2 separate regions of the Mus musculus genome follow, and region 2 is linked to region 1. A link is a contact called in public Hi-C data. All regions are on one chromosome and are shown on one strand. The core of a region is the stretch at or near the end of the contact, and the rest is flanking DNA. Distances in the headings are between cores, read along the strand shown.

What was found. Hi-C and Micro-C count contacts between places; a contact is called where the count stands out from the background.
Region 2: a contact with region 1 is called in a Hi-C map of liver, with 1.7 times the contacts expected there. The contact joins the enhancer-like site here to the promoter of Scimp in region 1. A contact is called at or near these places in 1 of 15 datasets of contacts at CTCF or cohesin (CD8 T cells), 4 of 484 Hi-C or Micro-C datasets (liver and myocytes), 1 of 115 datasets of contacts at active chromatin or transcription factors (pancreatic cancer cells) and 2 of 9 other capture datasets (adipose tissue and pancreatic islet).

Annotation. Positions count from the first base shown.
Region 1 is chr11:70,809,512-70,815,385 of GRCm38.p6, forward strand. It overlaps Scimp (SLP adaptor and CSK interacting membrane protein), which reads right to left and starts at 3,050. Exons shown (of 5, transcript NM_001045526.2): 1 at 2,965-3,050.
Region 2 is chr11:70,869,548-70,875,421 of GRCm38.p6, forward strand. It overlaps Rabep1 (rabaptin, RAB GTPase binding effector protein 1), which reads left to right. Exons shown (of 18, transcript NM_019400.3): 2 at 5,199-5,327. Among named protein-coding and RNA genes, the nearest start is that of Rabep1, 28 kb to the left of the region's middle. Within about 2 kb of position 2,349, at least 45 of the 459 cell types and tissues checked have an H3K27ac peak or open chromatin away from gene starts, as enhancers often do. A contact at or near this core is called in CD8 T cells, adipose tissue, liver and 1 more, where this site is marked.

The DNA of each region.
Region 1 (5,874 bases), core at 1,800-4,299:
ACTTTCCTTAGAGTCAATCTTCAGTTCTCCTGTCAGATGGGATACAATGTATAACTTTCACTTTTCTGTAAAAAGAAAGGGCCATTGTTTACCAGTAACTTCTTAAATTATTAATAGCTACGGAAATGTGATGTTGATGTTCTTAAACTAAAATATCTGGCTCCTAGAGTTTGCTGAGGACTCTAAATAATATTTTGCCAGAAAGTCTAGACACTGACTCCTGGGAGTGTCACCATCTCAACTCTTAGAAGTGCGGACCTTCCCTGAAGTGGAAAGGCTGCTAGCCTGGAAGGGCACAGTCAGGACCAAGGTTAGCTGTTAGGGTCCATGAGCTTTGTTTGTTTGCTACTTTTGGTTTGGTTTGAGACAGTGTCTCTCTATGTAGCCCTGGCTGTCCTGCAACTCTATGTAGATTAGGCTGGCTTCAAACTCACAGAGATCCACCTGCCTCTGTTTCTCCAGTGCCACCATATCTGGGTTTGATATAGATATATATATAATTTTCAGTCTAATATGCGTAGGATGTGAGATGACAAGCCTGGGCTGACTGGACCTTACATCAAACTTAATAAATAGGGGCTTGGTCTTCCAGGGTAAAGGAGAACATGAAGTCTGTAACGGGCTTCAGTAGGGATGTGGAGAGCTAGCAAAGGACTTCAGGTGATTTGTAACTATGTATTATGACTGATATAGCTACTTAATACATTTATCGTGGGATATCTAGGATATGCACACATGTTAACACTATATATGGGGCCAATGACTTCAGTAAATTGATACTTACATTTTGCTGTTTAAATATACATTATGACCATTAAATATGTTGCTAAAGAAGACATACTTATGTACAATATCGTTACATATTTACAAATTTGTTTTGGATGATGTTTCCTTTGTGATCTTCTGTAGGTTTGTTTGTTTATGTTGAGAATTAAACCTAGGCCCTTGCACATACATGGCAAAGTCCTTTACCACTAAGCTACAAGTCCAGCCCGTGCCTCTTTAAAATCACATGCAATATTTTACTAAAGGAAATGGGTTAATCAAAGTTCTTGTAAATGAATGTACTGACATTGATTTATATACAGAATTATACATTTTTGGTGGAGGCGGGGATGGGGTGGTTGAGGCAGGGTCTCTCTACATACCCTTGGATGTACTGGAAGCCACTATGTAGATGAGGCTGTCCTTGAACTCACAGAGATTGACTTGACTCTGCCTCTCCAGTGCGTGATTAAAGGTGTGGCTATAAAATGATGTTTCAGTAGAAAACCCTGTGAGGAAGTTTATATTCTGCTTATATTTTATTATATTTTATATTATATTGTATTTATATTGAATTATGGGAACATGCTGTAATCATATCCTTATTCTGTATTCTGGCTTGCTAGCGCACTCTATAATGACATGGTGGTTAGTATTCCACTAAAAACAGTATCAGGGTGGGCAGTGGTGGCACACGCCTTTAATCTCAGCACTTGGGAGGCAGAGGTAAGTGGATCTCTGTGAGTTCAAGGCCAGCCTGGTCTACACATCAAATTCCAGAACAGTCAGGGCTACTACATAGAGAAACCCTGGCTGGGGAAAAAAAAGATGTCAGGTCAGAATGCGAATCCTGTAGAACTAACAAGGCGAGGGTACTTATGCATAATGAATGCCTGTCTCCACTGATATTTAACTCTGTTATGGCTAGCTCTGATGCCTGCATGTGTTAACACAGTGTTTGGGCCAATAACTGGACTGGCAGTTGCCCACACTGTCCTGCTGCTTGCTGCATGTGTGTCTCAGCATGACAGCTTAGCAAGCCGGGACGGCCGCACATTAATCCTGAGTCTGATTTATTATATCATAGGACTCAGTTCTATCCATACATGCTCAGTCCCCACAGCTTATTGCTTATCTAGCAGATTTGTTTACCTACAGTTAGGAAATACATCTATTTGCTAGGAAAAAAGGAAACAGGAACAGGGGAGAAAGGGAGGAAAAGGGGAGGAAGAGATAGATGTAGGGAGAAGGGAGGAGAAGGAAGGGAGAAGGGAGAAGGGGGAGGGGGAGAGGGGAGAAGGCGGGAGGAACTCCATCCTGACACACTTCTGGAGATGCTGATCCTCCCACATGGTCTATGGCATAATACAGGGATTGAAAAAATGATTTCTGAAGAGCTAGTGACATGGCTCAGTGGTTAAGAACAATGACTGCTCTTTCAGAGGAGTCCCAAGTTCCGTTCCCAGCACGGTGTTGTGGCTCACAACCATCTGTAAGTTCAGTTTCAAGGATCTGATGGCCTCATCTCTCCTCCAAGGACGCCAGGCATGTATATGATACGCAGACACACATGCAGGAAAAATTCCCAAACAGAGAAAGGAAAATATTTTCTATAAGAAAAAAAAAAAAAAAGAATTGAGAACATTGATTTCCAGAGGTCAAAAGCAGAAGGCTCCATCGAGGTCTCACGCCAGCTGAACACCTCTGAGTCCCGAGGCTTCTGAAGGTTGGCAAGTGCCTTATAAATCCCAGACACCAGAGGCTGAGTGCCAAAGGCACCGAGAGGCGTGCTGTTCTGATTCTTTCATCCAAGAGCACTGAGAGGTAGCCAGCGTTTACAATACACAGTACAGTGCGGGTCCTCTACCAATCAAATACCAGATATTACAGACACTATGCAGATAGCGATAATTCCTCACACTTCACACAACTCACTCCCAACTGTGACTTCATCCTTCCAGGTAAACTTGCCTTGCCTGGCACACACACTGGAGGAGTAAGGAGATGGCCAGCGTCACTCAGCAGCCACGCCAAGTGAACTCTTCCAGGCCACTCTTTCTCCAGTTGTACCCGGCTGTGTACTACAGCCTCGAGCGACAGTCCCCTCAGCCTGTGCCTGTGGGGTTGCCTATTTGGCCACACGTCTAACAGCAACATGGACAGATGACTATGGTGGGAAAAGCAAGTTGAAGCACTTACCTAGACTGCCGGGGTGTTCACTGGAAGCAGCTGGGGAGACAGCTGTGGACTGAGGGTGTTACTCAAGCACAACTGGGGAGAGGCTTGATCGCCCACATACCCTCACTCACCCTTGGAGGCTGCAGGCACTAGCCTGACCACACTTCCTCTTTCTGGTCCCCATTCTAGTGAAGCTAACTACTCCAGTTTTGTTTTTTGTTTTTTGTTTTTCTGTTTTTAAAAGCTACCTTCCCACTGCCCTTCGTGGCTCCAGCAGAGGCCCATGAAGGCTGGTCGTGGTGTGGAAGGGGGTCCTGAGAGGAATCAGGCTCCAGAGTGAGTGAGTGAGTGAGTGAGGGGGTTGCCCCAGGGGAAGTCTCCCTTAAACTTTCCTGGGCATGGTCATGTGGGACTCAAGAAGAGAGAGGGGGGCCCTAGGTCTACCCAGAGATGCATGGTGGGAAATGGAAGACAGATGCATCATCCCGCAAGTGTGGCTCTTGAACCCCTGGACCTGTTGGCCCAACTTCTGTTTAGAGGAGTCAAGGAGACTCTAAGAGAGTGTCTAAGAGAGCATGGTGGTGATACCTAGAGGGTAGCCTAGGCTGTTCTTGAACTTGTGATATTCCTACTTCTGCCTCCCAAGTACCAGATTACAAGTGCATGCTGTGACACCCGGCCAGTGGACAGTGTTAATTGAATTGAATCATTTCCTACCACACTGTGAGACAGAGTTCCCAGTGATGCTCATAGCCTCTAAAAATGGAAGTTTGGGGTGAGGAAACAAAGAAACTGCCTTGTAGAAGTAGCTGCTTGTGGTGAGTCGTCACTTCATGGCAGCATGGATGTGTGTGAGATGCCTCTCCAAGGGAGGGGTGCGCTGGCACTCAGGAACAATGATGACAACTAAAGTGACTGGGGAAGATTCCCCCACCTGCCCAGAAGATACCCACAGGTAGCATTCACTGGTGTTTACGGTGTAAATATTCCTACCATGGTCAATTTCAAAATATCAACATGGCATCCAGGAACTTGGAATTGGGAGGAAAGTGCACAAGGCTGCTCTCTCTCCCAAGCCTTCTGGGCCAACTGCATTGTATTGTTAGGAGCCACTGTTGAGTACTGCTGGGGGCTAGGACTCTACCAGGGTTTCACTTTCCTGGTCTCAATAGACCTTCACTTAATTCGATTATTTCCTTTGTTTCTTAGAATACTGAAGCGTGTGGAGGTTCTGCCATGGAACCAGTTTTTCATGGTGACCTTCAACTCAGATCTGTCCACACCAAAGGCAAAGCTGGTGCTCTTCCCTACTCACTTAGCTGAAACTTAATTGCTCAAAAATTGTCCTAAGCTAGGCATGGTGGTGCATACCTGTGATCCCAGCACTGGGGAGGCAGAAGCAGGAGGATTGCTGCTAGTTCAGTGTCAGTACGGCTATGTTGTGAAAGCCTGTCTCAAAACAAACAGAAGCCCTACCTTTCAAATAGCAAATTTAAAATTACCTTCTGAGAAGTTAGCCAGAGCCGGGCAGTGGTGGCACATGCCTTTAATCCCAGCACTTGGGAGGCAGAGGCAGGAGGATTTCTGAGTTTGAGGCCAGCCTGGTCTATAGAGTGTGTTCCAGGACAGCCAGGGCTACAGAGAAACCCTGTCTCGAAAAAACAAAACAAAACAAAACAAAACAAAACAAAACCCAGGATAGCCAAGGCTACACAGAGAAACCCTGTCTTGGAAAAGAAGAAGGAGAAGAAGGAGAAATGGAGAAGGAAAAAAGGAGAAGGAGAAGAAAAGTTAGCCAGAGCTCCTATGGGAATAGCATAGCCTAGGCTAGCAGAGCTATGGTCCTTGGCTTGTGCTCAATTTATCCAGTTGCTTTGCTTTCTCTGGGGGTCCCAAATTCAGCTGTGACATTGCAAACTTGATAAATATACCATGTTCAACAATCTGAAGAAAGTTCAAGCCCTAGGAGGCAGAAGATCAAAATTCCCAGCCCAATTTGTCGAGCAACTTTCTGAGTAAACCCTTCCCTTCTGCTGTGGTCTGTTGTTGCCTGTGAAATCAGTTTTCACCAGATGAACATAAAGTTGCTCTCAGGATTCTGCTATGAGATCTTTCTTCTGTTCCTCTCCTTCACTTTTTGATAAATAAAAAATGGCATAAATTTAAGGTACACAATGTAGCACATGACTTGATGCATCTGTTCTGTGGAATGATGACCCCGCCCAAGCTGATTAACAAATACACCACTTTGACATAGTTTAAAAAAATTAAATTAGGATTTTTTTGTTTGTTGGTTTTTTGTTTTTTTGAGACAGGGTTTCTCTGTGTAGCCCTGGCTGTCCTGGAACTCATTCTGTACACTAGGTTGGCCTTGAACTCAGAAATCTGTCTGCCTCTGCCTCCCAAGTGCTGTGATCAAAGGCAAGTGCCACCACTGTCCGGCTTAGGATTTATTTATTTATTTTCTGAGACAGGGTTTCTCTGTATAGCCCTGGCTGTCCTGGAACTCACTCTGTAGACCAGGCTGGCCTCGAACTCAGAAATCTGCCTGCCTCTGCCTCCCAAGTGCTGGGATTAAAGGCATGCGCCACCATGCCTGGCTAGGACTTATTTTTAAACATTTTGTAGTGTATGTATATCTATGTGACTATGCCACATATGTGCAGATGTCCCTAGAGGTCAGCAGAGGGATTAGCTTCTCCAGAGTGGCGTTATAATTGGCTCTGAGCAACCTGATGTGGGTGCCGGAACCGAATCTGGGTTCTTTGCAAGAGCAGCAGGCGTTCCTAACTGCTGAGCCCTCCCCGCAGCTCCCTCCTCATTCTCTGTGTGAGGAAACTTAAGGCAGGCTCTCTGAATTTCGAGTTGTACAGACGGCTCCCAAACCTTTTATTTTTATTTTTTTAGTGTTGGAGTTTGAACTGAGTGAGG
Region 2 (5,874 bases), core at 1,099-3,598, 59 kb after region 1:
ATTTTGAAAATATCCATGCCAGGGTCCCGGTGCAGAAGATACAGGTTTAGCTATGGCTGAAAAACATAGTGTTGTTTTGTCTTCAAGTTTTAAAGGTTTTTTTTTTTTTTTTTTCTTTTTGCACCAGGAATTTGAGCTCAGGTCCCCGTGCTTGTGTAGCAAGTACCTTTACTGCCGAGCCATCTTCCTACTCATGTTTTTGGGTTTTGTTTTTTTGGTGTTTTTTTCTGTTGTTGTTTTTTTGTTTTTGTTTTTTTTAATGTAGCTCAGGCTGGTCTGGGATTCTTGAGCTCTCTTCAGCCTTCTGAGTATTAGAGTTACCGTGATCAGCTAACAGGAGGCTCTTCCCTTTTACTTTTTTTCTGGAACACAGTCTCTTTCTTATCATTCATGCTGGCCTTGAACTTGATGTGAAGCTAGACTGGCATTAATCTTGTACTTCTGCCTTCACTTCTCAAGGCTGGAGTTGCAGGCTCATGCCACCACACTCAGTTTATAGGGTGTTGGGGATCAACTCCAGGGGCATGTGCATGTTAGACAAGTGCTCTGCTAATGGAGCTACACCCTTAACTCAATATATGTGTATCTTAATTTTCTATTTTATGTGTTTGAGTTTTCTGCTTGCATGTATGTATGTACACCGAGTGTGTGCCTGACCCAAGCATTAGATCCCCTGAGTCTGTAGTTACAGAGGGGATGCTGAGAACTGAATTGAAGTCCTCCACAAGAGCTGCAGTGCTCTCACGCCCTCCATCCCTGAGCCATCTCTCCAGCCCTAAGCTTTACTTTTGAGTGTGTGTGTGTGTGTGTGTGTGTGTGTGTGTGTGAGAGAGAGAGAGAGAGAGAGAGAGAGAGAGAGAGAGAATATGATTTAGTTTAGGGTTCTTTATTTTGTGCGATTTTTTTCCTTGAGCTCTGTGGTCTGCTGAGTATCTTCTGGTTCAGCTCTGGTACCCTGGTACCTGGTTTAGCTCATCAGAGTGCAGCCTTGCTTCCCTAGGATGTCCTTGGCCATATGAGTTTCCCTTCCAAGTTGCCTAGAGAATTTCTGCTCTGCCAACTCCTAATGGCAGCATGCCATGGCTTAGGCTGATGTTGGCAGACAGCTTCTTTTCCCAGTTAGGTGTGGCAGATATGTGGCTTGCCTGCTTTGTCCACTGTTCTGGCCTGGCATATTTTTTCTTTTCTTTTCTTTTTCTTTTTTCTTTTTTTCTTGGGTTGTTTGTTTGTTTTTGTTTTTGTTTTTTTGTTTTTGTTTTTCGAGACAGGGTTTCTCTGTAGAGCCCTGACTGTCCTGGAACTCACTCTGTAGACCAGGCTGGCCTCGAACTCAGAAATCCACCTGCCTCTGCCTCCCAAGTGCTGGGATTAAAGGCATGCACCACCACTGCCCGGCTCCAGTCTGTTTTTATTGTACTTTTACATGGTTCATATCGTGCTATCTGTAATTTTGTATTTTGTTCTTTTCATTTATATTTTCTTTGGCATCTTATTAAATGGGTATACCTACAATAGCTAATAATTTAATTTTCTGCTTTTCTTCCTTCCTTTCCCTCCATCCTCCTCTCTCCTCCTTTCTTTCTTACAAGGTCTCACTGTTTCCCAGCTGGGCTTGAACTCCTTAGCCGCCTGAATAGCTGAATTGTGAGCACCTACCCTGTGCCCAGCAGTAGTTTCAGTTTAGAATTTGGTGACAGTGCAAAGGGTTTCAGGAACTTTTTTCTTTCCCCTGCACTGATATTCTGTGGTTTGAAATGGGTGTCTTTATGGATCTTGAGTAAAATCTTCAAGTAAAAGTTTCTGGTTATAGTAAGATAAGACCCAAACTTCTCTTTTCCTTTTTCTAGCTTTGTGTTATTAAACTTAGTAAAGTGTTTCCTTTTTTTGAAGGTATATAGTAGGACACAGCTGAGGGCTTGAAAATGGTTTTAAGTTATTGTACATTCTTTCATATAAAAATTAGGGAAAATTAAGCTAGACAATGTGATGTGGTCCAATCTTTCAGTCTAACACTTGGGAGACAAAGAAAGATGACTGAGAGTTGAGATTGTCTCAATAAACAATAGTAAAACTAGGAAAAGTCAAATATGTAAGAATTATTGGATCTTTTCCTTATTTATGATTTTACTTTTTCTTCTTTTAATATTGGTAGTGCTTAATTCAGATATTTTGAGTAAGTGACTTTTTCTTTTTGGATAGTAAGCATTAAAAGTAGCCACAGTCTTGAAAAACAAAACCAAGCAACCAAATAAAATAAATGAAACCACAGAGGCTTGACATGGTGGTGTGGCAAGCTCCTTTAATCCAAAGAATTGGCAGCTTGTAGCAGCTGGATCACTGTGAGTTCCAGGCCAACCCTGGCAATTTAACAAATGTCATTCTGGCCTTGGCCAGGGAGACCTTGTCCCTTTTGCTCTTCCTGTCCTTGATAAATAAATTAATAAATTAGCCTTAGCATCAGATGATTTCCCCCTTAGTACTTCAACAAAGTAATGATATGTGGACCGTGTTTGTGAAGGCTGATGGACTAAAACTCCATGCTGTTAAATATTGTTGAAAGCTGATGAGGAGGCTAGTTAAATTGTGTGTAGCAGGGCGGGGTATGTCCTGGAAATCAGTAAGCATGGAACTTGGTGAGAATCCTGAGGGCAGGAGTGTCTTTTGTGGCTACAAAGGGATTTGATCTTTGTATTTCTTTATGCAGTAACTACTCTTAAAGTGACCGCTTACATTTATCATTTTTTTCCTACATTCCATGTTAAGCACTTTTTGAGCTCTGTGCTAATTACTGACCTATTGAGTCACCATGTTAGCACATAGTATAGCACTTGCATTTGAAGAACTGTTTTCAGTTTGATTTCTGATTGCATTATGATATACCTATTTCTAAACTTCTATTTGGCGTAAATTGACTTTTGTACGTGTGACATTAAACACATGCGTGTAAAAAGCAGTTATTTTGACCATTCTGTTTTGTAGAAGTGTGATATGCCTGTAGTACTTGAGATAGATTGTTTCAAAAGTTACATCAAAACAGAATGAAAATAAGGGAGGATCTTGGTAAACCCTCAAATGGATCATGATTTCTGGAATTTTAATCTGTTTTATAAATTGGAGAGAGCCAGCTGTGGGTGTGGACTTGGGTTTGAACAGTGTGGGTCAGAGCCAGGATGCAGTAGGGAGGAGTGGAAACACAATGTTTGTCTGAAAAAAAAAATAAAACAATTTATATGAATGTTTAACTCTGTAGCCCAGGTTTGCTTGGGACTGACTACTCCAGTCCAGGCTAACGTTAAACTCATGATAATCCTCCTGCCTCAGGCAAGTGCAGGGCTTACAAATAACAAACTACCATGCCAGGCTTTGGCTGTAATTTTAAAAGCTACATTTTTGGGTTTTGCTGATTCATTTGTCTTTTGACTTAAATATAAGTATAATGATGAATGACATGTGCCTATGGATATGTGTGTGGTTTAGTGGAAGGTATGGATGATGTAGGGTGTAGGGAAAAGTATGAACAAAAGGCCTTTAAAATTTTTATTTTAAATTACTAGGTTACATAGTATTTTTTAACATGCACATAATATTTTGAAGGGCATTTACATTGTGGAATGGTTTCCTTCATTTGTCAGAGGCCTTGTTTATTTTTGTAGTAGTCAGTATGTGTCAGTAATTTTAGTGTTCTCTGGGGAAGCTAGTAACTTAATTGTTGGCATATAACAGTAACTACCAGCAGAAATAAGGAGCTAAGAGATTAAACTAAATTCCCTTCATGATTTTAAATAGTAAACCTCCTTCCAGTGGTTATCTTTCCATATATTCTTCTACATGGCTGCGTTCTGTTATATTTTCTCCTCTCCTTTTTTTTTTTTTTTTTTACAAACAAACAAAAAAATAATCAAGGTTTCAAATAGTTAGGTGTCATTGTCTGACTATAGAGGTATCTCAGAATAACTTTCCCTTTAATGACATGGAGCTCACAGCAGCAATCTTTCTCTCTTCCAGCTGTGAGTTATACTAATGCTTTCAACTCTGTAGTGAAGCTAGCTTATGGATATGGGAATGAACAAATACAAGGTTTGGTTTAGAATTTGTTAGAGAAGCCAGGCGTGGCGCACGCCTTTAATCCCAGCACTTGGGAGGCAGAGGCAGGTGGATTTCTGAGTTCGAGGCCAGCCTGGTCTACAAAGTGAGTTCCAGGACAGCCAGGGCTATAGAGAAACCTGGTCTCGAAAAACCAAAAAAAAAAAAAAAAAAAAGAATTTGTTAGAGAAATATATCCTATTGCAGAGAACTTTGAAAGGAAAATTAATGAGTCATAGTTCTAACAATTAGTATACTTCTAGCCTTTTAAACATATTTTATAAAATCAGTTGTGAATTGAGCTGTGGCTTGAGTGTAGGGGATGACCTTTAAAGATAAGCCTGGTTATAAAGCTGACAGATTACCTTCATTTCCAGTGCTATATAGTAGAGAAAAGGGACCTCAGCCAGCTGAGGTAACTAGACAGTGGTTGGCTAGTGCTGATAAATACCTCCTAAAGGGATTATGTTGATAGCCTTATGGCTGAGCCAAGGGTTGGTGTTTTGACCAAAACAGTCCCTGGCCTAGACCAGAATAGACAGGCAGTGAGCTTCAGATCTTGAGCCCCTAAGTGAGTTATGTGTCCACTTATTGTCAGACTGTGGTCAGGACTTATCTGAAAACAGATGATCTGCCAGCATTGGAGCTGTGACACAGAACCATGGGTTTGTGTCTTTTCCATGTGTAATAATTTCCATATAATGGAATGGGTCTTTTGGGACTGGAAGATTAGTTCCTGTTGCTGTGGGTGTCCATAATAAAGAAACCGGAAGTAGCAACATTGACAGTGGGGTTAGCTGTGGGATAAAAAGCTTAACTAAGTCAATATTTAACTATTCCAGCCACAGACTAACATTCTGTCAGTATTAGGAGCTCTTGTAATGAAATTGGCTTTGTTCTCTGTGATTCTGTTTCATTATATATGACTCATTCACAGCATATGTATGAAAGTCTAATAGAAGTGTCTGGCTCTTTTTAAAAAATTAAAATTTACTAGAATATTAACGGATTTCAGTTTTTCTACTAGTTTGATGTGTAGCAGTATGTAGCTGGATGGCTATTCTTGAACCTTATAAACAAATTTATTACCTGTTAACTAGTATTTCTTTTTTCAGTTTCTCTTCAGCAACGGGTAGCAGAATTGGAAAAAATTAATGCAGAATTTTTACGTGCACAGCAGCAGCTTGAGCAAGAATTTAATCAAAAGAGAGCAAAATTTAAGGAGCTCTATTTGGCTAAAGAGGGTAAGTTTGCTAGTCTCTTCCCCAACTTTCCTGCCAAAACTGTCTTAAATGTTAAGTTACTGGTAGTACAATATTTGTTATTGAATAAACCATGATGTGTGTGTATGTGTGTGTGAGAAAAATAATGCTTTTTAGAACTAGGGTTCTCAGTGGAGTTGGGGAGCAAGTTGAAAAAGCATCATTAAGGTTTGTCTGTTTTCTGACTGTAATCTATTTCATTGTAGTTGGCTGTTCTTAACATTTGAGGTACAGTCCCTGGCTCTGTTGTATAGAAACCGACATGTTATGGAATTTACTAAGTATTCAGTTATTTTCTCAGTATATACTGTTAGGTACCTACTCTGTGGGCTACATTTTATTTAGGTGCTAGACACAAAATGTGAGCAGAGTAATGTGGCCCTTAAGGTTGATTGAACTGAAGGTGAGGAAAACAGATGTAGAGCCATTGTGCTATTAATTGTTAAGGATGAGTGTTTAAATCTGGTGGGGTATCTAGTTAGGAGGGGCAGGCAGGGAAGGTGTTTGCATTCTAGGTGTTGGCTTAGAA